Regions from separate parts of the Mus musculus genome. Here all the other regions are linked to region 1. A link is a contact called in public ChIA-PET, Hi-C, HiChIP or PLAC-seq and promoter capture Hi-C data. All regions are on one chromosome and are shown on one strand. The core of a region is the stretch at or near the end of the contact, and the rest is flanking DNA. Distances in the headings are between cores, read along the strand shown.

Region 1 (3,638 bases), core at 513-3,012:
ACTCCAGACTCCAGGCTGCAAGCATGGTTTATTTCAAAGGATGTTTTCTCAAAATCCAGTCTTCCTTCTATTGCACAGTCTTGCAAGTTTAAATAAATGATCCTCTACTCCCCTCTTCAACAGAGACATAAAATGCTTTATAATATGAAAAACTTAGTCTTAAAAGATACCTAGTGGTCTAGTATTGTGTGCCTGTAGTCCCAGCACTCTAGAGGCAGTGGCTAGATTTTCAGCCAGAACTAGAGAGACCCCTCCCCGCCCCCCCCTTTTTTTAATCTATCTAAAGAATATCAACACCACCACAGAATGAAAAGCTAAGATTTAAAACTTAGTACACTGGCCTGGTTGTATCTAAATATAGTATAATGCACTTGAAATTTTTCCTGTTTCCTTCATGGAGACATGAAGTAGAGGATCAACAAAAGAAAATAGCATTCAGCCGCAGGCATTTCTGTAAGTTAACAAAGATGATCCTGAATAAAATAACAAGTAAGAATCTTGTGTGGTAATTGAAAGAGGACACAAACCTGAAAGAAAAAAAACATCTGGATAATTCTTCACTACAGTTTCCTTATAATAAAGGTATTTTCCCACATTTGGCCAGCTTTTCTAGTAACTTCACTTGATGTGGTTACAATGAATTCTTCATAATTCCAACAAGTATTTATTGACTGCTTTCAATCCGCCTAGCACTGCCCTGTACAATAAATGCTTTCTTTGGTCCCAGGCCATGGAACAGCCACTCTCTATAATCAATGTGTGTGTGTGCTGTGTGTGTGTAGGGAGGGGAAGGAAGGGGGAACTTCAAACTAAATGAGCTGCCTTTTTTTTTTTTTAAATTACAATTACATTTACCAACTCCACTCATTTCAAGTTTGAAGAACCTTTTTGAGCAAAGGTAGTTAATTTTATGGATAATAAAACTGACAGTTGGCAAATGTCTAATCTCATCTAAGGTCATTAAGCTGATCAATCTCCTACTGGCCCAGTGTGGTTTCTCCCAGATACCCTTCACGTCTCACTCATTGCAATCAAGCAAGGTGAACTAACACTCCACTAATCTCCCAGATAGCACAGTTAAACAGGCTTAAACCAGCAAGAGGTCTTGAAGCATTGCATAAAGCTGACAGCCGGCTGTTAATTTCTACTAGATCTTTTAACCACCGTCAAGCCGCCAGCGCTTTCGCTCAGCGTTGGGAGATGGAAAGACAGAAAAGCAAGTGATCCGGAAATGTTTTCGGAACCTCAAACCTGTACAGAGCTCAAGGTCTTCCGCGTCGTTTATCTCAAGATTCTCAAGGACCCAAGACGCCCGGAGAAGTAAACGACAGCAATAAAACGAAAACCACACAAAACACTTTCCCCTGCAACCACAGCAAATGGCGACAGGAGGGGGGGAGGGGGAGAAGAATCCAGACACGGGGATCACGTCCATTTGTGATCTTGTCCTCAGAAATGTTATACAAGGATGATGACATGAAAGAGCTCCCCACTGACCCCAGAGATTCGAGCACCGCCGGGACCCCGCAGGGCTCCTTTCCAAGTCCCCCCGGGTGGTCACACGGTCCACCCTCGCAGCCCGCCCGTCCTCCGAGAGTCCGCCATGAGACTCACCGTGAGTCTCCGGAGCGGCCTGGGGACGCCGGGCGACCAAGCACAGCTTGCTCTGGGTTCAACCCGACCGAAGGGCACTGCACACCGACATAGGCCCTCCCAATACCTCGCCACAGGCACAATGAGTCACAAAGACCGGAAGTAGGTCAGCACCTCATCTTCCGGGATCGAGTTGAGCTTCCGGGTCTCCTCTAGGAACACGGGAGGACTTTGCATCTCGGTTTCTGAATTTCTTGTTCCGAGTCTCCCTACCCAACACCCCCCCCCCCCCAGCCCTGATTGCCTGTCTTCAATTCCAGAGGTGACAGATAGAGATAAAGTGATCCTGTTTAGGGTGTTCAGGTTTTTTTTTTTTCCTGATGTAGTATTTTTCAGCTCTATATTTGTTACTTTCTTCCCCATCTTTTCCATCTTGGGCAGTTATCAATAATAGTAATTGTATGCCTGTGGCAGAGAAGCTGAAGCAAGGGTGTAGATGGAGTTAGATCAAAGCCAAGCCAGGGGTGTCTGGTTTCACAGATCAGCCCTGGTGAGGTTTGCCAGTTGAGTGCATGGTGTTTCCAGATATGTGGCCCGAGGATAAAAGACTATCTTTCAGTAAACAAGCTACTTACACTGGTTCTGTAGAATATGCTATTATAGCACTTTAAAAGGATCTTTCAGAGGAATTACAGACGCTCAACAATTACTGCCTTTATCTCTTTGCCTTGTGGGCAATACAGAAATGAGGCTCCACCTTATAGAAGGCTCTATATCAAAGGCAAGTCCACAAGGAAGAGACCATACAGCATGGGGGAGATAACTTTATAAAACAATACTCCAAAATTAAAAAGCAATTGAAGTATTGTTCCTTTTTTATTAATTGATTATTAATTAATTCACTTTACATCCCAATATCAGCCCCCCTTCTCCCAGTGATAGGTTATTTCTCCGCCAGTGAAACGAGCCCATTCAGGCTAGATTATATTATAATAAAGGCAGGTTTATTGGGAAGCTGCTCTTGGTAGAGTTCACTGGCCCCAAGGATTGAGGCAGGAGAGTTGCAATGGGAGGGGAGGCAGAAAGAGAAAGGGCTTACATGCAGAGAAAGAAGAGAAGGAGAAGGAGGAGAGCAAAATGTTTGGATTATAAAGGGAAGAGTCTCTGGGGAAGGGCAGCCCAAGCCCTGGGATGGAAAGTTCAAGGCTGGGGGCAGGGTATACCAGGTAGGATCTGAGGGATGCTGGGAGAACCTGAAGACCAGGTCTGTTTTGATATGTAAAATATTCATCTCAGTCCCCTCTTCTGGGGTCCAAAACCAAACACCCAAAACCGCCTTAGGCAAGTCATCCTCCAATTCCACCTTCCCCTATTTGCAGTATTGTTAAAGGAAACAAGGAGCCAGCCATTCACTTGGAGAAGTAGGAGAAACCTTTATTCATGCATGGACTACAAAGCACGCTTGTGCTTTGAAGGGTTCAGTCCCCTTGGCAGTTTCTTACAGCTTTTTGTAGGTCAGGTAGTGGGGTTGTCATCCATGTCTTTGTGACAATCTTAGAGTGGACTCTGATCCCCTTAATCATTAAAGGGAATTTAGTTAGGCACGTTTACAGGAACAAATAGCTAGCTAGGTAGATAATAATACACAAACACTTGGCAGGTAGCAATAAAATATACAAGCATTTGCAAATAACAACACATTTTGGCTGGTAAAAGATGTTTATCTTAGCAAACATAAATGGTATCTGCAACATGACCTTTGTCTGCTGTGACAAAATTTCTTTCAGACAGCTTCTGGCAAGTGTTTGTTTTTCCCAGATAAGAAGTAAGGGGTTTTTTGTTTTTTGTTTTTTAATAAGCAAACAAACTCCTCTAAGTAAAAGTTTAGCTCACATACAGCTTTTAGGCTAAGGTTTTTGTTTGTTTGGTTTTCCAGACAAAGGTTTTTCTGTGAAGCCCTGGCTGTCCTGGAACTTTGTAGACCAGGCTGGCCTCGAACCCACAGAGATCTTCCTGTCTCTGCCTTCAAAGGACTGGGATTAAAG
Region 2 (3,638 bases), core at 296-2,795, 480 kb after region 1:
TCCAAATGGTTCTCCTGGTTTTTTGTTTGTTTGTTTGTTTTTTAACTATGAATGACACTTTATTCAGTCATTTTCTTTACAACTGAAACTCTGGGAATTCAAAATTAACATCCTTGCCTGTGAGCTTCTTGTACTCACCAGAAAAAGTTTCAACCTTGTGTTCCACGTTGTTCTGCTGTGCTTTGTCTAAGTGAACTTTTATGAGCCGGCTGCCATCCAGTTTCACACGGATCCTCTTACCCACAATTTCACTTGGGAAGACTAAGTCCTCAAGGATGGCATCGTGCACTGCTGTCAGGGTGCGGCTTCTGGGGCGCTTCTTGCTTATTTTTCGTTCGGCTTTTCCGGGTTGGCTTGGGCAGAATCCACCTCTGAGCAATGAGGACTACATTCTTCCCACTGAACTTTTTCTCCAATTCACACTAGCCGGACTTGGATTTTCTGGAAAGATTTAAGCTGAGGAACTGGTACAAAAATTACGATAGCTTTCCGACCACCACCAACTTCAATTTCCTTGGCTGCGGTGATGTTGAGTTCCCGCAGCTGCGCCTTGAGATCAGAATTCATCTCCAGCTCGAGAAGCGCCCGAGAGATGCCAGACTCGAACTCGTCGGGCTTCTCGCCATTGGGCTTCACGATCTTGGCGCTCGAGCTGAACATGTTCGTCCTGACGGAGCGCCGGCTTAGAAAAAGTTCTCCTGCTTTCTTGGTGGTTCCTGTTTTGGTTTGTAGGCACATCTTTAGTATCGAAAGTTTTCTTTACATGTATATGACCCACGTATTGTCAGAGGTCAAATGAGGGCGTTCGATTCCCAGAAACTGGAGTTATAGTTGTCACTATGTCTATGCTGGAAGCGAACCTGGGTCCGAACCCTTCAGCACTAACCCTCTTATTTAAAAAAAAAAAAAAAAGTTCCTGCCTCATCCAGTTCTGCTTATTGATTACTGACTTAATCATACGTTTCCCAGGCCCAGATAAACAAACGCTAGGTCGTTGCTCACAGTCCCGCCTCTCGCACTTAACTCTCAGACAGAGAAGGAACTCAGGACACATAAAATTCTTACCAAGATCAAGCCAATCAGTGGTGCCAAAGGAGGCGTGTTTGGTCTTTGAAGAACACCAATCAGCGAACATTGGGGCGGAAGGGATTCAGCACCCACCAATAAGAGAGGCCGTACGGCGGAAGTGCATAAAGGAACTCTCGGGAAGATGGCGCCCTTAATTTGGTCACAAGTTGACCGGAGGAAACTTTGACCGCGAGGTGATTATCACAGTACAAGCGGCTGTTCACAGGCGGGATCCCGAGCAGAGCATATGCCGAGCTCAAGGAAAGGGCACAGGGACACAATTCGGTGACCTGGAGGTCAGGGACTCTCAAAGAGCAGAGTCCGTCAGGAGATCGGAGCGGGAAGACCCGGAAAAGGCGTGGTCAGAAACAGGGCGGGTTTACTGCGCCCCAAACCGGAAGACCCGGATTGGGAAGCGACGAGGCGGGACGGATTTTAGCCAGGTGGGCGTGGCCACTGCGGTGCGGTTTGGGGGCGGGGCCTATAGGAACCTGGGGCCCAGCTGGCAGGAGAGGAGGTTTGGGAACCGGGGCCCGGGGCTGCAGGATCCACATCTAGCGGGGTTCCAAGGCAGTGGTGACATCAGGCCTCGCTCTGCTCATGATCTCCCCCTGTCCTCTTTTCATCCATCGCGTCACTAGCCCTAAACTCTAAGACCCTCTTGTCCTCCTGAGCTCTGCCCTCGGATGTCCGACCGCCCAGAGCCTGCATGCGCCGTGGGGCGCCCCAGGACCAGGAGCTGGTGGGTCCGGGGGCCCCTGGGCGGGGGTCCCGGGGCTCCCCTCCTTCCTCAGGACCCGTTGTCCCGGTGCTGGTCTTTCCCCCGGATCTAGTATTCAGGGCGGACCAGAGAAGTGGACCCCGGCAGCTGCTGACCCTCTACAACCCCACGGGAACTGCGCTTCGCTTCCGAGGTGAAGAGACGGGCGCCTTAGAGCTAGGGCTCTGGGGGTTAGTAGCAGGATATGGGAAGACTGTGTGGGCTGGAGGAATTAATCAAGAGGCAAGATGCCTAGCTTTGGGTCTGAAAAAAAAATCATGTCCATCTCCGGGGTTGCTGACATGAGGGGCCCCGGTGGAGCACTATAAGTAAAACTTGCCTAAGATCTCTTCGCGTATCTTTATCTGACAGTTCTGTGCACAGCACCTGCCAAATACACGGTATTCGATGCAGAGGGATATGTGAAGCCTCAGTCCTGCATTGACATGTGAGTGGGGAGGTTGGGGAAGCAGCCAGGCACCACAGCTACCTGTTGTCTTTTCTCCTGCTGACTGCAGTCACTCTGGGAAAAGTTTCTGGGGAGGAGATCTGGATTTACATGGTTGGTTGCCTCTCACTTCCTTTCCTCCCAATGGTTCAGTGTGATACGGCACGTGGCCCCCGTCCCCAGCCACTATGACGTCCAGGACAGATTCCGCATTGAGCTGTCTGAGGAGGGGACTGAGGGACGAGTGGTTGGAAGAAAAGACATCACCTCTGTTCTTCGAGCCCCAGCGTACCCCCTGGAGCTTCAGGGACATTCTGAGCCAACGCCCAACCCAGGGCCTCCTGTGTGGACAGGACTGACCCCAGCCAGACATCTTCAGGAGAGTGAGTTGAACAGATTCTTTGTGTGTGTGTGTGTGTGTGTGTGTGTGTGTGTGTGTGGTATTGTGTATATGTATTGTGTGAGTATATGCATGTGGGTCCTTATGCATGGACTTGAGCACATGTGCAGTCTCTTCTCACCCTTAGTTGTTTTGAGACAGGCTCTCTCATTGAACCTAATATACATTCATTTGTAGACTGGATGGGCGGTGCAGAATCCAGAGCCTCCACCGCCCAAACACTGGGATTATAGGCATACACTTCCATGCCCAGTTTTAAGTATGTTCTGGAGAACTGAACTCAGATCTCCATGCTTGCATGGTCAGCCCTTTTTTTGATTGAGTCATCTCTCCACGGGTCTTGGTTTTCTGCAGTACTGGGCAAAGGCCTACCAGGTACCAAGTACTGTACTGCTGAGCAGTAACCCCAGCCCTGCACTGGGGACCTCTGTAGGGAGAGAAGACGCAGTCGCAATACCCTAGAAAGAAACTAAATGGGGTTTGAAGAAGTCTCTGGGCTCAGGGGTGTGTGTGTGCTGTGTGTGTGTCTGTGTATGTGTATGGTGTGTGTGTGTGTGGTATGTGTGTGTGTGGTGTGCATGTGGTGTGTGTGTGTGTGTGGTGTGTGTGTGTGTGGTATGTGTGTGTGTGTGTGGTGTGTGTGTGGTGTGTGTCTGTGTGGTGTGTGTGTGAGTGTGGTGTGTGTGCGTGTGCTGTATATGGGGGTGTGTGTGTGTGTGTGTGTGGGTGTGTGTGTGTGTGTGTCATGTGTGTGTGTGTGTGGTGTGTGTGTGTGTGTGTGGTGTGTGTGTGGTGTGTGTGTGTGGTGTGTGTGGTGTGTGGTGTGTGTGTGTGTGTGTGTGTGTGTGTGTGTGGTGTGTGTGTGTGTAGATAATCCTGCTTGAGGTTTTTTATCAGGTGTGAGGAAGAAGACTTTGCAGTTGTCCTGGTTTCTAACTTCTAATCAGAGAGACAAGTTCTTC
Region 3 (3,638 bases), core at 385-2,884, 460 kb after region 1:
GGTCACAAAACAAGCAAGAGGGGGAGGGGAAAGGGAACAGACGGCCAGTGTCACACAGCTGCTGAGGTCAATCTGGAGCTGGGGGGCTGGGGGGACCTAGGAGGGGTAAGCATGGCTCCTGGGGCTCACCCATTCCCAGGACTCATTCAACTGTGTAGGGAAAAAGCATTTAAAAACAGAGAGATTTAAACTTTTTCTCTCCAGAGCTGTAAGAGGAGATTGTGCCCCAGCCAGCCTGGTACAATTGCAGGTGGGCAGGAACCTACTGGAGCAATGTGTTCTTTGATCCAGCTTGATCCAGCCCTGGACCAGATGAGAGGAGCAGAAGGGGCCCTAACACTCCAGCCCAGACTGGGGTGGGGCTCCCGGAATGTAGCCCTCTGTTGTGATTCCCCGCCCTCAGCTGCCAGCCCAAGTTCATAGGCTGCCTCCTAAGCAGCCTGACTCACCTGTCATAGTACAGTCCCCAGTGCCTGGCCATAGCAGACCCAAGGGTAGAGTGTCCATGATTAGTGGGATCCCAAACACACACACACCAGGGTGGGGTGGACATGATTAGAGGGGTCCTGAGGGCAGGGACTGGAGAGTCTCCAGGAGGTCAGCACTCCTAGCTAAGAGATACAATGTCCTTCCTTTCAGCAAGCTGCCTCAAGTTTCTCCCCTAAGGGGAAAGCAGAATTGTAGGGTTCCTATGAGATCACAAACTCCACAGTGACCTCATAAAACCAGGAAGAAGAGAAAGGGGATAGGGGGATAATGGGTGGAAAGTTAAGGGCGAGAGATTCACTTCTTTCACATAGATAGGCTGGGGTGGACGGCGGAGAGGGGCTGGGACTTGGGGAGACTACGGAAAAGCAAGCAGAAACGTCGGGTTGTTAGGAGCGACCCTTTAGGAAAGAGATAACGGGGCTTGTTGGGATTGTGGTGGACGGGTGAGAAAGACGTTGGAAACGACTAAAAGGGTGAAAATGTAGCGATTAATGATAGATTCTACATGGAAGTTTGCTTTAAGGGTTGATCAGATCTAGGGTTGAAGAAGCCAACCAGGTGAGGGGCGGGACCATGCTACAGGTGCGCAATATGCAAATAAAGGGGAAGAGTCTCCTAGAGCTCGGCCAAAAGTGTTCTGTGCACTCTTGAAGCGAACTCATTGTCCAGTGGTTCTTACACAGGGGAGGGGAGGTCGCGGGCTCAATGCCAATCCCAAGGGGCGAGCGTTCAAGACTGCCAGGTGAAGGGGTGGGCCCAATCGAACGCGAGGCGGGGCTATGCAAATGAGGGTCGCAGTCCAGTATGGGTCCCCTGCTCTCTGGGCACCAGCGCAACTCACCAGCCTGGGTGATGTCTGACAAGTCGTAACTGCGGGCCGCGCCCCGGGGGAAGTGCTTCAAACGCCGGTTGGACAAGTTCAGGGTCCCGGTGGCCACAGCCTCCTCTAGGGCTCGTTCTGCGCTACGGCTCCCAGGTAGACCAGGAGACCCTGGCAAGGACACTGAAGCTGCAGCTTCCTCACCCCCGGCGGCGAGTGGGCCCGCTACTGCTGCCGCCATCCGCTCTCGGCGGCTCCCCCTGCCTGACTGACGGCACCGGCCGGCCCTTCTCGCCCTTCCCCCTCCTCGGAGCCGCCGTAGTCCCCACTGAAGGGAGGAAGCGAGGGTCAGGAACTCCGCGGACCAATCATGAACCAGAGACGCGTTAGAAGTGCCCAATCAGAAAACGGCAGGGGGTGGAGCCTCTCAATTCTAGATTACACTGAGGGAAGGGAGGGGTGAAGAGGAGCACCCCGCCAACGGCCGCGGTTCCTGGTCGGCCCGCCCCGCGCAGCGACATCCAATCACAACTCTCGAGGCTGGAGATGGAGCCAATGAGACCCGCCCAGGAGGCGGGGACTACAGGTCTCAACTTTAGGGTATTAGAGACCCAGAGACCACAAACCTGCTTTTTCAACCAAGACCAATTGCAATCTAGATTCAGGCGAGTGACTGTGAAGAAGACCAATTAGAACCTACAAAAGGAACCTGTCCCGGCCTCTTCTCTGAGGGACGGTTCTGCCTACCAATAGCATGGGCTAGGAGGTGCTCCATTCGCTAGACAGAAGGAGGTGGGTGAGCTAGAATTTTTGAGACGCAGGTAAAGATCGTAAAAGGCGCGCGCTGGGCGGCCTGACAGTGCAGGGTTAGGGTTGGGTACTAGCTGTGCTTACTGGGGAGCAAACCAGCATCCGAGAAGTGAGGAAGGGCGAGGGATGCCCCACTCAGCACTCAGGCTGTTGTCTCAACAGAAGGGACCATTTCCTCCTGCGCAGTCTTGAGTCCCTAATGGGAATGCTGGGGATGACCGGTGAGGGGGTTTCCAGTTCAGAGAGGGAAAGTCGTCAGACCTGCCAAAGTCCCCCTGGAGAAGACTTGTGATGGCCAGACCAAACTTTAGAGACTACGAAGGATCTCATGGCCTCTAGAACAAGATCTTTGGGGGTTTTTTGTTTGTTGCTTTTCCGAGACAGGATTTATTTCTCCGTGTAGCCCTGGCTGTTCTGAAACTTGCTCTGTAGACCAGGCTGGCCTTGAACTCAAGAGCTCCTCCTGCCTGTGTCTCCCGAATGCTGGGACTAAAGGCGTGCATCATCACCGCCCGGCTAAGACCTCGGGTTTTTTATAAATGAGGAAAGGGAAGCTGGACAAATCTCAGACCTCCAGTAGAACTCCCCCACACATACTTTCATAACAGACTTTGTCTATTGGAAACCTCTTATTTGAAGCTGGGTGTGGTGGCATGAGCCTGTCGTGACAGTTCTTAAAAAGAGGAGGCAGAAGGATCGGGACTTCGAGGTCAATTCCAGGCAAGCCTGGACTACATAACTCCAAACTAACCTTTTTTAAAAACAAAAACAAACAAACAAACAAACAAACAAACAAAAAAACCCCAGAAAACTTCTTGAGATACAGGAAGGAGTCCCAGATGTGAGAGATAATAGTAAAAGAATATTTTTTTTTCCTTTGAGATTTGCTTTTAGAAGAATGTTAGCGTTTAATGAACCTCCCTGTGTGGCTTCTAGTCATTAGAAAACAGGCATCCCAACACCCTTAATCGCCTCGGCTCTTCCAAGGTTAATCCTGTGGTGAGGCATGCCACTAAGCATCCCCCTTCCCTCTTGGGTGCCTCCACAGCTTACCAATGTGGCTGTAGCTGTGGCTAACATGGCCCCATAATTTCAGTCTTTTTTTCTCAATGTGGGTGGCATGGTGACCTAAAGGAAAAGAGGGAGACTGGCTTTCAGAGACAAGGTCTCCTATAGTTCTAGCTGGCCTCTAACTGGTGATGTAGCTAGGAGTGACCATGAACAACTCCTGACTGTTACCACCTCTCAAGTGCTGGGATTATAGGTGTGCACCCTCATGCAGGGCTCGATTAGAGAGCTTAAAATCTTGTGTAGTGACAGAAGACCACGTCTGCTTTCCGTGTTGCCTGACCACCAGTAACTGAAGTTGCTCTCTCATCTCTGGTCATTCCTGCTATACTGATATGCCTAGACACTAAAGTATTAGAGACTGGGGGCTGGAGAGTGAGTTTAGCTGGCCAATAATGTATATTGGTCTACTTCTGTTCTAAGCACCCAAGAGAGTGGCTCACAACAGCTT
Region 4 (3,638 bases), core at 846-3,345, 400 kb after region 1:
ACCAGCATGTATCATGTAGCCTTTCACATGGGTCTCTTCACATAAAGTTCAGGTCTTCATGCTTGCACAGTGAGCACTTAACTGACTAAAGTACCAACTTAGGCTATGACTACCGTTTCCTCCACCCCCAATTATTGGTGTGTGTGTGTGTGTGTGTGTGTGTGTTGCTCTGATGGGGGGAGGCGGTTGCCACATGCATGCCAGTGTCCTGAAGACAGAAGTCATTGATCCCTTAGAGCTGGAGTAATAATGATTGTGAGTCATCCAGCGTGGGAACTGGGAACTAAGCTTGGATCCTTTGGAAGAGCAGCAAATGCTCCTAATTGCTGAGACATCTCTTCAGCTCCCACTGCAACATGCTGAAAAAAAAAAAAGTTTGCTTTCTACCTCCCACCCCCTATTGCTTGGGTTCTGTAGACTTAACTCCCCAAGGGCGAAGGGCCTTTTTCTTACCAGGAAAGCCACCAAGCCCTCCCCACCAGGCCACAGGAGCAATAGCAGAAGAGGGAGTCCCCGGGCTGCCTGTGCTCTTGCTGATTATGAGGGGAAATAGGGTTGTCACTCTCTGATATGGCCTGGGTGGAGTAGAGACAGGAGGAGGAAGCGCACCCTCTGGTTGCTCTTGCAGACCACACCCTGTAGCAAAAGACAGACTGGAAGCTATCAGAGTCTAGTGGTCACCCCAATTCCTGCCCATTTATTCACTTGTGGTGGGTAACATTTTAAGGGGTGAAGAAATAACCACTGGCTAAAGAGAAGCTGTGCAAGAAATGGCCAGCACAGGGAAATGCTGAACGCTGAACTCTGAAAATGTACAAGAGGCTTTTTTTTTGGTGGGGGTGGGGTGGGGGACAGGATTTCACTGTGTAATCCCCTGGAACTCACTACATAGACCAGGCTGGCCTAAAACTCACAGCGATCCACCTGCTTGGAATCCAAGGCATGCAGCCATGGTTTACATGAAGCAAAATGGTTCCTTTGCATGTGTACATGGGGACTTGGCATCACCACAGCTCAGGGGGAAGTACACTTGCAGCTATGACAACAATTAAGCAACCTCATCTAGCCCATGGGCTCCTGGGTACCAATAACTCAGAAACCTATCTCTCATCTGCCCGCATCCCATTGGCATGTCTGAAACCAAAGTCCTGACTTATGGTTGCCAGCATCCCTAAACCTGCTTATTCTCAGCCTTTCCTTTTCCAGGCAGTGACCGAGGATGACTCTGAAGTACCGCTACTGCTACCCCCACTTCCCAAATGCTGGAATTACTGGCCTGTGCCACCGCGCTGAGTTGTATGCAGTGCTGGGGGCTTGAACCTCGCGCTTAGTGCACTCTACCAGCTGAGATACATCCCTGGCCACGGAGCAGAGCTTTTAAAATCAAAAGACTCAGATTCAAATTCTGACTGAGCCACAAACCAGTTCTGTGATCCACTTCAACATGTTTTCTTGAATATTTTTTACATGCATTTATTTATTTGTGTGTGTGTGTGTGTGTGTGTGTGTGTGTGTACTCATGGAAATCAGAAGGCAGCTAGCTTATAGGAGTCGGTTTTCTTACAGGAGTGGGAATGAAGGTTAGTGGCAAACGCCGTTCATCCCTTCTGCATCCTACCTCAGGTTTTTAACTTGACTCTAAAGTGGGGGCTCTTTCTATGACTTGGATAAATAAAGTATCTTTTACAAAGCACTCCCCTTCTCTGTCTTTCCCTTTCTCCTCCAGCTCATCCTAGGGCAATTTCTTTCCGATTTTCTTGTCTCCTGGCTCAGCCTGGAACGAGCCTTTGAAATTTGGCGGGAATTAGTATCAATCCGGAGGATGAGCACTACGCACGCGCCGAACACCTCCTTTCTCTCGCACGCTAATTTTGCAACCTTAACAACCAATCAGAGTCAGCATAGGAGTCCGTGGCGAGAGGGGGCGGGGACAAGGAGGAGGGCACGCATTGTACTTGCAAGGTGGGGGTCTTTGTGAACCAATGGAAAAGACAGAAGGCCGGGTGGCAGTGGGGCGTGGTTCTGAAGGCTCCAGCAACCGGAGGCCGTCTCGAATCGAACCAATTAAAGCAAGGAGGTGGGGGGAGACTAGCCAATCAGCGTGCCGAACAGGACGAGGAAGGGGGCGGCAGAGTCTCTCGCGGTCGTGGTCGGGGCTGCAGGAGCTGGTGTCAGGGTTGCCGGGCGTGCGAAGGCGGCGGAGGCGGGAAAGGCAGCGAGCGGTTAAAGGGGAGCGACCGCTGACTTGCAGAGGAACCTGGAGGAGAGATGGTGATGGCGGCTAAGAAGGGCCCGGGCCCGGGTGGCGGGGTCGGAGGGAGCAAAGCGGAGGCTGAAGCCGCTTCGGAGGTGTGGTGCCGCCGAGTGCGGGAGCTGGGCGGCTGCAGCCAGGCCGGGAACCGCCACTGTTTCGAGTGCGCCCAGCGCGGGGTCACGTATGTGGACATCACCGTGGGCAGCTTCGTCTGCACCACCTGCTCCGGCCTCCTGTGAGTGGATCCGGGGGGGGGGGGGGGAACTGGGTTTGGTTCGGGTGAAGTGAGTCTGCAGGAGCTCGGGGCGATCCAGGAGGTCAGAGGGGTAGCCCCGGCATTGGATGTGGCGGTGGAAGGTCGCCTGCTGCAGAGGTGTGTCGTGGGGGAAAGGGAAAAAGCGCAGGGGGACAGAAGACGGGAGTGGAGTCGCGCTGCAGAGGGAGGGTGGGGGCTGTAGAAGGACACGAGGAGAGGATTGGAGAAACTCCCTGGGGGAGGCGAAGGCGAATTGCAGGTGGGGAGAGAGAAAGTGTGGAGGGACTGGGGTGGGGTGGGGGAGGGACTTAAAGGGCCAGAAATTGACATAGACCTTTAAAGGGAACTTTAGCTGGGGTTGCATTGTATCTCAGTTGGTAGAGTGCTTGCCTAGCACGCTCGGCGCCCTGAGTTTCCATCCACAGCACTGCATAAAACCCGAGTAGTGTGGTACACGCCTGTAATCCCAACACTGAGGGGGAGGTGATCAGGAGTTCAAGGCCAACCATGAGACCCTTGCCGCTCCACCAGGAGGGGAGCGGAGGGGAACGGGGTGGAAGGAGAAGGGAAAGAAATAGGGAAGTCGAGCCTAAGACAAAAGTACCCTAGAAGGGAATGGAAAATGCTCCACGCATTAGCCCAGGCTGACAGCCTAGAGTGGCAGGTATGAAGCCAGGGATCAGGTGCAGATCCTAATCTTTCAGGCTCTGGAATGCTAGCTAGAGGGTAGATGACTTACGAAATATACTAAGGGCAGAGAGCCAAAGGGTTATCCTGGCGGACAGCTTAGCTTTCCCGAAGAGATGAGGATCAGAATGGCATATTCTTTTCTTTTCCCCATTTCGTCCTCTGCCCCCGTTAAAGTTGCATTTGATTTCTTTACTTTGCACTGTAGGGACATGTAGGTTCCATGGCTTGTGTGGTTATCAGAGAATAACTTGTAGGAATCAGCAATTTCCTTCCACTACGTGTGGGGCCTGGGGATCAAACTCAGGTCAACAGGCATGGCTGTAAGCTCCCATACTTGCTGAGCTAGCTAGCTCACCAGTCCATTTTTTTTTTTTTTAATTTGTCTTGAGACGGGGTCTCATACAGTCCACGGTGACTTTTAATTCATGATGTAGCTAG
Region 5 (3,638 bases), core at 644-3,143, 360 kb before region 1:
GGCACACATAAAGAGAACTGAGACTGATATGTGAAGTGCTCAGGTTTAGGGTGCAGTCCCCATTTCCTGCACCCAGAGTCTCCTAACTTTCCTCCTTCACCACCCAGGAACCAGACCAGTACCCAAGGAATATCTGGAAAGCCCAGTGCTATACGGCCAAATTCCAAAACGGGACTTACAGAGCCTGCCTCTCTACCCCACCTCTCTTATTCCAGAGCACATGAGCCAGGGATGTCCCTAAGCACCTGGCTGGTTCCCCTCCCTTTAATGTCTGCAGGTCTTGCTGTGTGCTGTCTCTCATGTCTTCTCCTCTGACTCTAGTCCTTTTTTTGCTACCTGCGTTTTAATTCCCCCAGCACCATACTGTGCTACATAAGCTATGCCTGTGTGCCAGGACCCCACCAGAAGAGAAGCATTCAGGGTTGCCCCTGATCCCCAAGTTGCACAGGTGGGGAGAGGTAAAGGAAGGACAACTAGGACCTGGGCTCCTGCCAACAAGTACGAAAGGTTGGCCTGTGTTCCCAGCTCAGGGAGGAGAATGGTTAAGTTCAAAGCCAACTCGTGCTGCAGTTAAAACTATGTCTAAAATAAATAAATAAATAAGCAAACAAACTGTAAAAAAATTAGGAAGCTAAAAAACACATAAATAAAAATCTGTAAATGAAGTGAAATTGTGAAGAACAGGAAGAGGCTCACAAGGCCCCATTTCTCCTTGAGGATGTATAGGCAGTTAATGGTTGCATAGGGAGAGGCTCAGGAGAGCCTCTTTATTCCGTAGTATAGTAGTATAGACAATGGTGGGGCCCATGCTCCTGTAACTAACCTTCTTCCTATGTAGAAGTCGGGGGGGTCATTTAAAAAAAAAAAAAAAACTAATACTAAGGGGAAGTACTGGAAAAGAGGAAGAGAATCTGAGGGAGTAGGAAAAGGACCGGGAGGATAACAGAGGTTAGGTAGAAGAAAATACAACATTACACATAGATATAAGATGTAATGAAATGAAAGTCACTACGGTGTACCATTAATATATAAATGCTAAAATCGTGAAAGGAAAAAAAAAAGGACAAGTAACTAACTGGCTTAGGGCAGAGCACTACCTTGCATAAATGAATTCCTAGACTCCATCCCTAGAAATAGAGAGCCAGAGGCAGAAGACAGAGGGAGAGTGAAGGAAACAGCAGAGAGGAGAAGAAGTACCTACTCCGGGTCACTCAGGGACTCCCGGGACTTGAAGGACCGGGCTCATGAACAAAACGTGATGGGCTGAGATGGGTTGAGAGGTGAGGAAGTGGGCGGGGAAGGTCATGCTCACGGGCTTCCATAGAGGTTCTGAGATAGAAACATCACAAGATTGTGACTTGAGAAGCCAGGGACAAACGTGGAGATGCAAGATGAAGAGACGGGGCGGGGCGCCGGCTGCAGAAAAATCCTGGGGAGGCCGATGGCCTTGAGGGCCCAGAGACCAAGAAGGCAGCAATCCCCCATGCTGGTCAAAGTCCTACCAGATCTGGAGGCGGCCGACAAACTCCCGGCCGCGCTTGGGCAGTCATAAGTCCCGCAGTCCCGGTGTCCCCACCTAGGAGGCATCCATAGCAGCCCTGGTCATGGGAATCACGCGGACGCGACAAGACCCCCGAGCTGCAGCAGCCAGCTCAGCCTGGCCACAGCGCAGGCAGCAGGGGCACAAGCGACCCCGATGCGGGACGCGGGGCTAGGGGCCTTGTCGTGGGTAAACGCACCATTTCGGGACTCAGGTGAGCGCCCCGCCTCGCGCTGGGTGTCCAGGTACCAGCGAGTCACACGGCGACAGACACTAGGTGCAATCCAGAACACAGAGCTGGGAGAAGAAAGCGGCCACAGATGCCAAGATGGCGGGGTCAGCAACAACGTACGCAAGGCCCGCCTCCTCCCTTCCGACCGTGTGTCTGATTGGGTAGCCTTCAGTCTATTGTGTCTGATAGGGTAGCGCTTCAGGTCCACCCTGAGTGACAGTTCACGCTTCAACCCAGGGGTGGATGAAGCCAGAATTGACAAGGCCTTGCTTTCATGGGTAAATTAAGGCAGGGCTTCCTGTGACAGAACCTCCTTCCTTTTTGTTTTCACTTAACCTTGTAAATAAAGTATCTGAAAATGTGTGAATTGTATATAAATCTATATACATTGTTCGTGCCCTATGTATTCCAAGAACAAATTTAAGTATTCACTTAAAACAATCAAAACAAACATTTGGATTTGATTTTAAAAACTACCATTTAGGAAACCAATGCTGCTATGGATGCTTTTCATTGTTTACCTTAAGAAATATTTGAAAACATGTATAATGCATCCCACATACATGCAAAATATTTCCATTCCTTGGTCTTTAATCCCAGCACAAACAGAGGCCTACTGGTTTCTTTCTTTCTTTCTTTCTTTCTTTCTTTCTTTCTTTCTTTCTTTCTTTCTTTCTTTTTTTTTTTTTTCTATTTCCAACATAAACAATAATCAAATCTCTGTTATTAGGTCACCTTCCCAAGAAAGCTAGGGACATTCATACAGATGTGTATGCAAGGAATACATTTTCTCTTGTAACAATGTAGCCGAACAAGGGATCATGTCTTGAATTTGTTCTTTGATTTTAGCTAGGCAAAGCCTCACAGCATACATGGATATCATGCATAGTTCAGGCATCACAAACCATAGAACTTGTGATTGTAACTTCTGACATCATAGCAAAGGTTTCCAGTGGAATAAAGAACCAGTGAAATCAGAGTCCAGGATCTAGAACCCAGGCATTAATACGGTTAAAATGCTTTCCAGAGTAATTCAGTATGACTCCAGTCCCCCAAGACAATAGCTGTCAAGGATTACTTCGTAGTGGTTTCTTAAATTCCTTACTAATTATTTTTGAACAAACTTCTATTCTCCCCAGATTGAACAAAAGCAACAGAACAAAAAAAAAAAATCAGATTCATTCAAGCATAGCTTGGTATATTATCTCAGTCAGTGTTCTTTTGCTGTGAAGAGACACCATAACCAAGGCAATGGCTTTTAAAAAAGAAAGCATTTAACGGGGGCTTGCTTACAGTTTCGGCCATTTAGTCTATGACTCTCAAGGTAAGGAGCATGGTGGCACACAGACAGAAATGTGCTGGAGAAGTAGCTGAGAGTTCTACATCCAGATCTGCAGACAGCAGGGAGAGAGACACTGGGTCTGTCTTGGGCTCTGAAATCTCAAAGCTCATTGCTAGTGGCACACTTCTTCCAGCAAGGGTACATCTACCCCCAACAAGGTCACACCTCCTAATTCTTCTAAGTTGTGTCACTCCCTCATGATTCATCATTCAGATATATGATATGAGCCTATGGGGACCATTTTTATTCAAACCACCACATATATCAATGAGTTTAAATTTATGTATTTATATGTGTTTGCATGGGCTTGAGTATGAAAGTCCCAGGACAGTTTGCTAGACATTGTGAGTCCCAAAAATCAAACTTAAGTCACCTAGTTTGGCAGCAGTGTTTTTACTTGATGAGCCATCTTGCCATCCTCCCAGAGTTTAACTAGAGGAGTGTGTGTAAGAGCATCCATTAGGGGCATGGGTACTGAAGAGGTAAGGTACTGGGGACAACACATTGCCAGATCCTAGCAGGGA
Region 6 (3,638 bases), core at 546-3,045, 260 kb before region 1:
ATTGAAGGCCCAGAAGAGCTGGGGCTTCTTATGGCCCTCAGCAAGACCTACAGGTTCAGGACATTCCACCCCAGCCTGGGTCTCAGGCCCAGTCTCTTTTGGCTCTAAGCTGGTTCCTTTTTCCCAAGGTACTGAACCTGCCTTTAACATTTCTAAAGAAGCCAAGGCTAAAGTCCCAAACAGAAGGACCACTTTATGGACATTGGTAAAGAAATCATCTGGGTGTTTGGAAATGTGTGCAAAAACAGGATGTAACTGAACCTTTGTCGTACTCTTCGGCTCACACTTGTGTCCATTTATGCACACTCAATAACCACATCCTGGCTAGCAGGGTTTGATGACACTGATCAGAAGCTTAAGAATAGAGCAAGATTCATGAAGAAGCCTGGTGCCCAGGTTGAAGACATCAGTAGATAGATGTTCCAAAGGCCTGTAGTGGACCAAGGGTACCTGTCATTGAACTTCTAAGCATTTTTCCAGGGTACTGTGCTCCAGACAGTCGGTGGAAGTTGGGAAGAGTGTGGGGAAGTTTCACTCATGCCAGAGCATACAGTCCATTCTCCATGGAGATGAAGCTGCTGTGTGTAGAGGCCAAGTGGGGAGGCTGAGGAGACAGGCATGGGGTTGGTGTGGGTCACTAGTGGGGAGCAATGTGCCCTGAGGCATGTGTTGGTCAGAATGGACTACAGCCTCATACAGAGCTGCTAAACAGGGTGGCTGGAGGTTGGGGAAGGTATTGGGATGGTGGATCCACCCCAGTGGCCAGGGATGGTCTTGGTGGGCTGTAGGGCATGAAGGAGAGTCAGATAAGACCCCAAGTCCCTGTCCAGCTGTGGACCCCTGGTATCCTGCTCCAAACATCCTCCTTCAAGCCTTACCTGAGTCTCCACCTGTGCCTGGGTGCTAGTGAGAGATGGCTGAGATTTACTCAAACACCTGTAAGACAGAAGAGGCAGAGTTAGGGGCAGAAGGCACCTAACCAAGTGGTGTGTGGATATTACTGAACCCAATCTCACCAATGCCTCTGCTGCCACCGGAGACATAGTATAAAGATGAAACCAAACAGGAAAACTCCTGAGGTTCCCAAGATCCTCACCAGGTCTGCTTGAAGATTGAGGGCTGGAGTTGGGGCAGAGAGTCCTAGACACAGAGAAAAGTGTCAGATGGGCAGCCAGTGTTAAGATCCTCCCCGTCTCCCGCCTCTCCCCAGACATACCTGGATCTGATCTATGCAGGTCTCTACAGGCAACCCTGGAACCATGAGGAAAGGTAACAAACTCGCAGCAGAATGTGGTGTTGGCTAGAGAGCTTCTTGCTTTGGATTGTCCCATGGTCAGAGTGACAGAGACGCTGTTTGGGGTTTCCCAGTGGGCCTGCCTGGCAGGAGCCCACTGCTGGGTACCAAATTCTGGATGTAACACAGCTAGTTTGGTCCTTCCAGCGTCAACAAATCCTTCACAGCTCACTGTTACCAGGGAGATGAGGCTATATCCTAAGACCCCACAGTGAACTGAGAAAGACGAGAGGTTGGTGGCCTCCATCTGGACTTGCACCCACACCTCAGGGCTTGCTGAGGAATGAAAACAGGAAGGTCAGTGCCTGTGTGTCCATACTGTCCACCCCCATGGCCCTACACTGCTCTGGCCTCTCCACTCACCTTCAGAGACACAGAGGGTCAGCAATGTTGAGAATAGAACCAGGGTCTGCATCTGGCCCATATTTGTTGCATGGGCAGCCTGTGTGTTGCCTGTTCTCATGGCTGGAGGTTTTCACATTGTCAGCAGTTAGAGGCACTGTGGTAACTTCCCACAACCTAGCCTTATTTCCTTTTTGCAGGCCTCAGTGGTAGTGAACTCAGGGTAATGGGTTGTCCCTCTTAAAGTTACAGTACCAGGCTTTGCTTGCTACTTCCTAGATCTGCAGTAGTAGTGAGGAAAGCTGCAGAGGTCGCTGAGGTCAATCGTCTCTTTGCCTCAGAGAGAGGAGGGTCCATGGCTGCCCCTGAGGAACTTAGCCCTTATCCCATTCAGCCCTACACAGCTAAGGGGCAGGGAATGGAACAACTGGAGATTGCAAGATCCTAAAATCAGGAAAGCCATTGTGGAGGCAGTCAGGAGCCAACCTGAGTGACCCAGCACACCCCAAGGTGTGTTCTCAGTATTACATACTAGTAGTCCCTGGTTTGAATCTGCAATTCACCATCCCTTCCCAGCTCCTGTCCCATGTCCACCTGGAAACAGGCAATTCTGCCCAATGGCTACCCAGCAAAAGCTTGTCTCTGCCCCACCCGGTGTGAGGCAGGTGCCTGGCAGCGCAGCATCATCTAAAGAGGACTGCTCACAGCCCTACCCCCACTTCTCCCTTTCCCACTCTCTCAGTTCCCATGTGTTCCTGGCAGGCCTCTCTTGCTCTCTTTCTCTCTTCCTGTCTTTCTCTGTCCTATCCTTTCTCTGCCTCTACCTCTTTCCAGGTTCCCACTCCCATCTCCACAATAAATCTTTATACAGGCATGCTGCATGGTGTGATTCCTCAGAGGAACATCTCGGCACTGTCCTGCCAAGTATTACTCCTACCATGTTATACCACAATTTATATTTTATATTTCATAACACTAATAAGAGTGGTCTTCACTTGTCCCATTCAGAGCTCTGCTTGTTAGCACATTAACTTCAAACTGCTTAGCCCTGAAGCTGTTTGTTCATCTCCATCCTGCTGACTCCCATTCTGACCAACTGATTTCTCTCTGCCTCCCTTACCACCATCTACCTATTAATGTCATCTGCTGGGAAGAGCAAAATAACAAATTGGCTTGCTGATCACCCCACATCAACCTTGGCTTCACTGCAGCAGCCCAGGTGACCCTCAAAACACACGGATCATTCCTTTGCTTGCTCTTCCTTATTTCTCTAGGAACCAAAACATTGAAGTTTCTCTCAGACCTGCTTCTGTTCTTAACTCTCCCCACCCCCATGTGTCATATTGCTATGTGACATATTGCTTTATTGAATTGGGAAGTCCCAAGGGCAGGTTGGCCCTTGCCCATGAATTGTGTCATGGAGGCAGTCACTGTCCCCACCAAATTGTTTTTTCTTTCCACAAGCATTGCCACTGCTCTTTGTCCTACACAAAGTAATTTAGAGAATGCCACAAATTGACCAGGATGCTGCGGTATATGTGGTGACAGGTGACCGACCCTGTCCAGGGATCAGAACGCTGTGTACTGAGAACCAGAATCCCAGGTCTACACCAGAGCCCGGGCTCTCTCTATCTGAACACTATTTTGTCTCTTTATCCTTGCCGCTGCAGACATATAAACTAGCCCTCACAGTGCCTACCAGAGTGGTCTCCAGGCCTTTGTCCCCACAGTTCCTGGTCTGGCCAGCATTCTCTTCATTCTTTGATCTCCTCTGAGGCCCAGAGACCTGACAGAGACCTGCTTTCACCAGTTAATGTGACAAAGCTGACTAACCTGAGGTCAGGCTACGTAGGCTAAAGGATCTTTAAAAGTTATGCAGCAGAAGATGGCCTAATTGGCCATCATCGGGAAGAGAGGCCCCTTGGTCTTGCAAACTTTATATGCCCCAGTACAGGGGAACACCAGGGCTAAGAAGTGGGAGTGGGTGGGTAGTGGAGCAGGG

The links. Promoter capture Hi-C pulls out the DNA fragments that hold promoters and counts their contacts. Hi-C and Micro-C count contacts between places; a contact is called where the count stands out from the background. ChIA-PET counts read pairs in DNA pulled down with a chosen protein or histone mark. HiChIP or PLAC-seq counts read pairs in DNA pulled down with a chosen protein or histone mark.
Region 2: a contact with region 1 is called in an H3K4me3 HiChIP or PLAC-seq map of embryonic stem cells, with 7 times the contacts expected there. The contact joins the promoter of Mospd3 here to the promoter of Zkscan1 in region 1. A contact is called at or near these places in 2 of 39 promoter capture datasets (embryonic stem cells and pre-B cells), 1 of 484 Hi-C or Micro-C datasets (B cells), 5 of 115 datasets of contacts at active chromatin or transcription factors (the SCID.adh cell line, bone marrow-derived macrophages, embryonic stem cells and 2 more) and 1 of 9 other capture datasets (adipose tissue).
Region 3: an RNA polymerase II ChIA-PET map of memory CD8 T cells shows a contact between it and region 1, with 17 read pairs. The contact joins the promoter of Lrch4 here to the promoter of Zkscan1 in region 1. A contact is called at or near these places in 2 of 39 promoter capture datasets (embryonic stem cells and pre-B cells) and 2 of 115 datasets of contacts at active chromatin or transcription factors (effector CD8 T cells and memory CD8 T cells).
Region 4: a contact with region 1 is called in a Hi-C map of B cells, with 6 read pairs. The contact joins the promoter of Agfg2 here to the promoter of Zkscan1 in region 1. A contact is called at or near these places in 1 of 484 Hi-C or Micro-C datasets (B cells), 5 of 115 datasets of contacts at active chromatin or transcription factors (the SCID.adh cell line, bone marrow-derived macrophages, embryonic hindbrain and 2 more) and 1 of 9 other capture datasets (liver).
Region 5: a promoter capture Hi-C map of neural stem cells shows a contact between it and region 1. The contact joins the promoter of Zfp157 here to the promoter of Zkscan1 in region 1. A contact is called at or near these places in 2 of 39 promoter capture datasets (hippocampal neurons and neural stem cells), 1 of 484 Hi-C or Micro-C datasets (CD4 T cells), 4 of 115 datasets of contacts at active chromatin or transcription factors (bone marrow-derived macrophages, large pre-B cells and memory CD8 T cells) and 2 of 9 other capture datasets (adipose tissue and pancreatic islet).
Region 6: an RNA polymerase II ChIA-PET map of effector CD8 T cells shows a contact between it and region 1, with 8 read pairs. The contact joins the promoter of Pvrig here to the promoter of Zkscan1 in region 1. A contact is called at or near these places in 2 of 39 promoter capture datasets (frontonasal cranial neural crest and stem cell-derived epiblast-like cells), 2 of 115 datasets of contacts at active chromatin or transcription factors (bone marrow-derived macrophages and effector CD8 T cells) and 1 of 9 other capture datasets (liver).

The regions. Positions count from the first base shown.
Region 1 is chr5:138,083,208-138,086,845 of GRCm38.p6, reverse strand. It overlaps Zkscan1 (zinc finger with KRAB and SCAN domains 1), which reads right to left and starts at 1,762. Exons shown (of 6, transcript NM_133906.4): 1 at 1,615-1,762.
Region 2 is chr5:137,598,615-137,602,252 of GRCm38.p6, reverse strand. It overlaps Mospd3 (motile sperm domain containing 3), which reads left to right and starts at 1,545. Exons shown (of 5, transcript NM_001254762.1): 1 at 1,545-1,982; 2 at 2,201-2,276; 3 at 2,430-2,659. The coding sequence starts at 1,778. It also overlaps the pseudogene Gm7285.
Region 3 is chr5:137,627,119-137,630,756 of GRCm38.p6, reverse strand. It overlaps Lrch4 (leucine-rich repeats and calponin homology (CH) domain containing 4), which reads right to left and starts at 1,634. Exons shown (of 18, transcript NM_146164.2): 1 at 1,331-1,634. The coding sequence starts at 1,550. Gm20605 (predicted gene 20605) reads right to left here and starts at 1,634. Exons shown (of 22, transcript NR_033148.1): 1 at 1,331-1,634.
Region 4 is chr5:137,683,210-137,686,847 of GRCm38.p6, reverse strand. It overlaps Agfg2 (ArfGAP with FG repeats 2), which reads left to right and starts at 2,095. Exons shown (of 12, transcript NM_178162.3): 1 at 2,095-2,489. The coding sequence starts at 2,269. Gm15498 (a long non-coding RNA gene) reads left to right here. Exons shown (of 2, transcript XR_003956003.1): 2 at 1,207-1,463.
Region 5 is chr5:138,439,731-138,443,368 of GRCm38.p6, reverse strand. Zfp157 (zinc finger protein 157) reads right to left here and starts at 1,893. Exons shown (of 5, transcript NM_028130.3): 1 at 1,740-1,893. The coding sequence starts at 1,742.
Region 6 is chr5:138,340,088-138,343,725 of GRCm38.p6, reverse strand. Pvrig (poliovirus receptor related immunoglobulin domain containing) reads right to left here and starts at 1,795. Exons shown (of 5, transcript NM_001378438.1): 1 at 1,658-1,795; 2 at 1,217-1,570; 3 at 1,017-1,140; 4 at 879-936. The coding sequence starts at 1,757.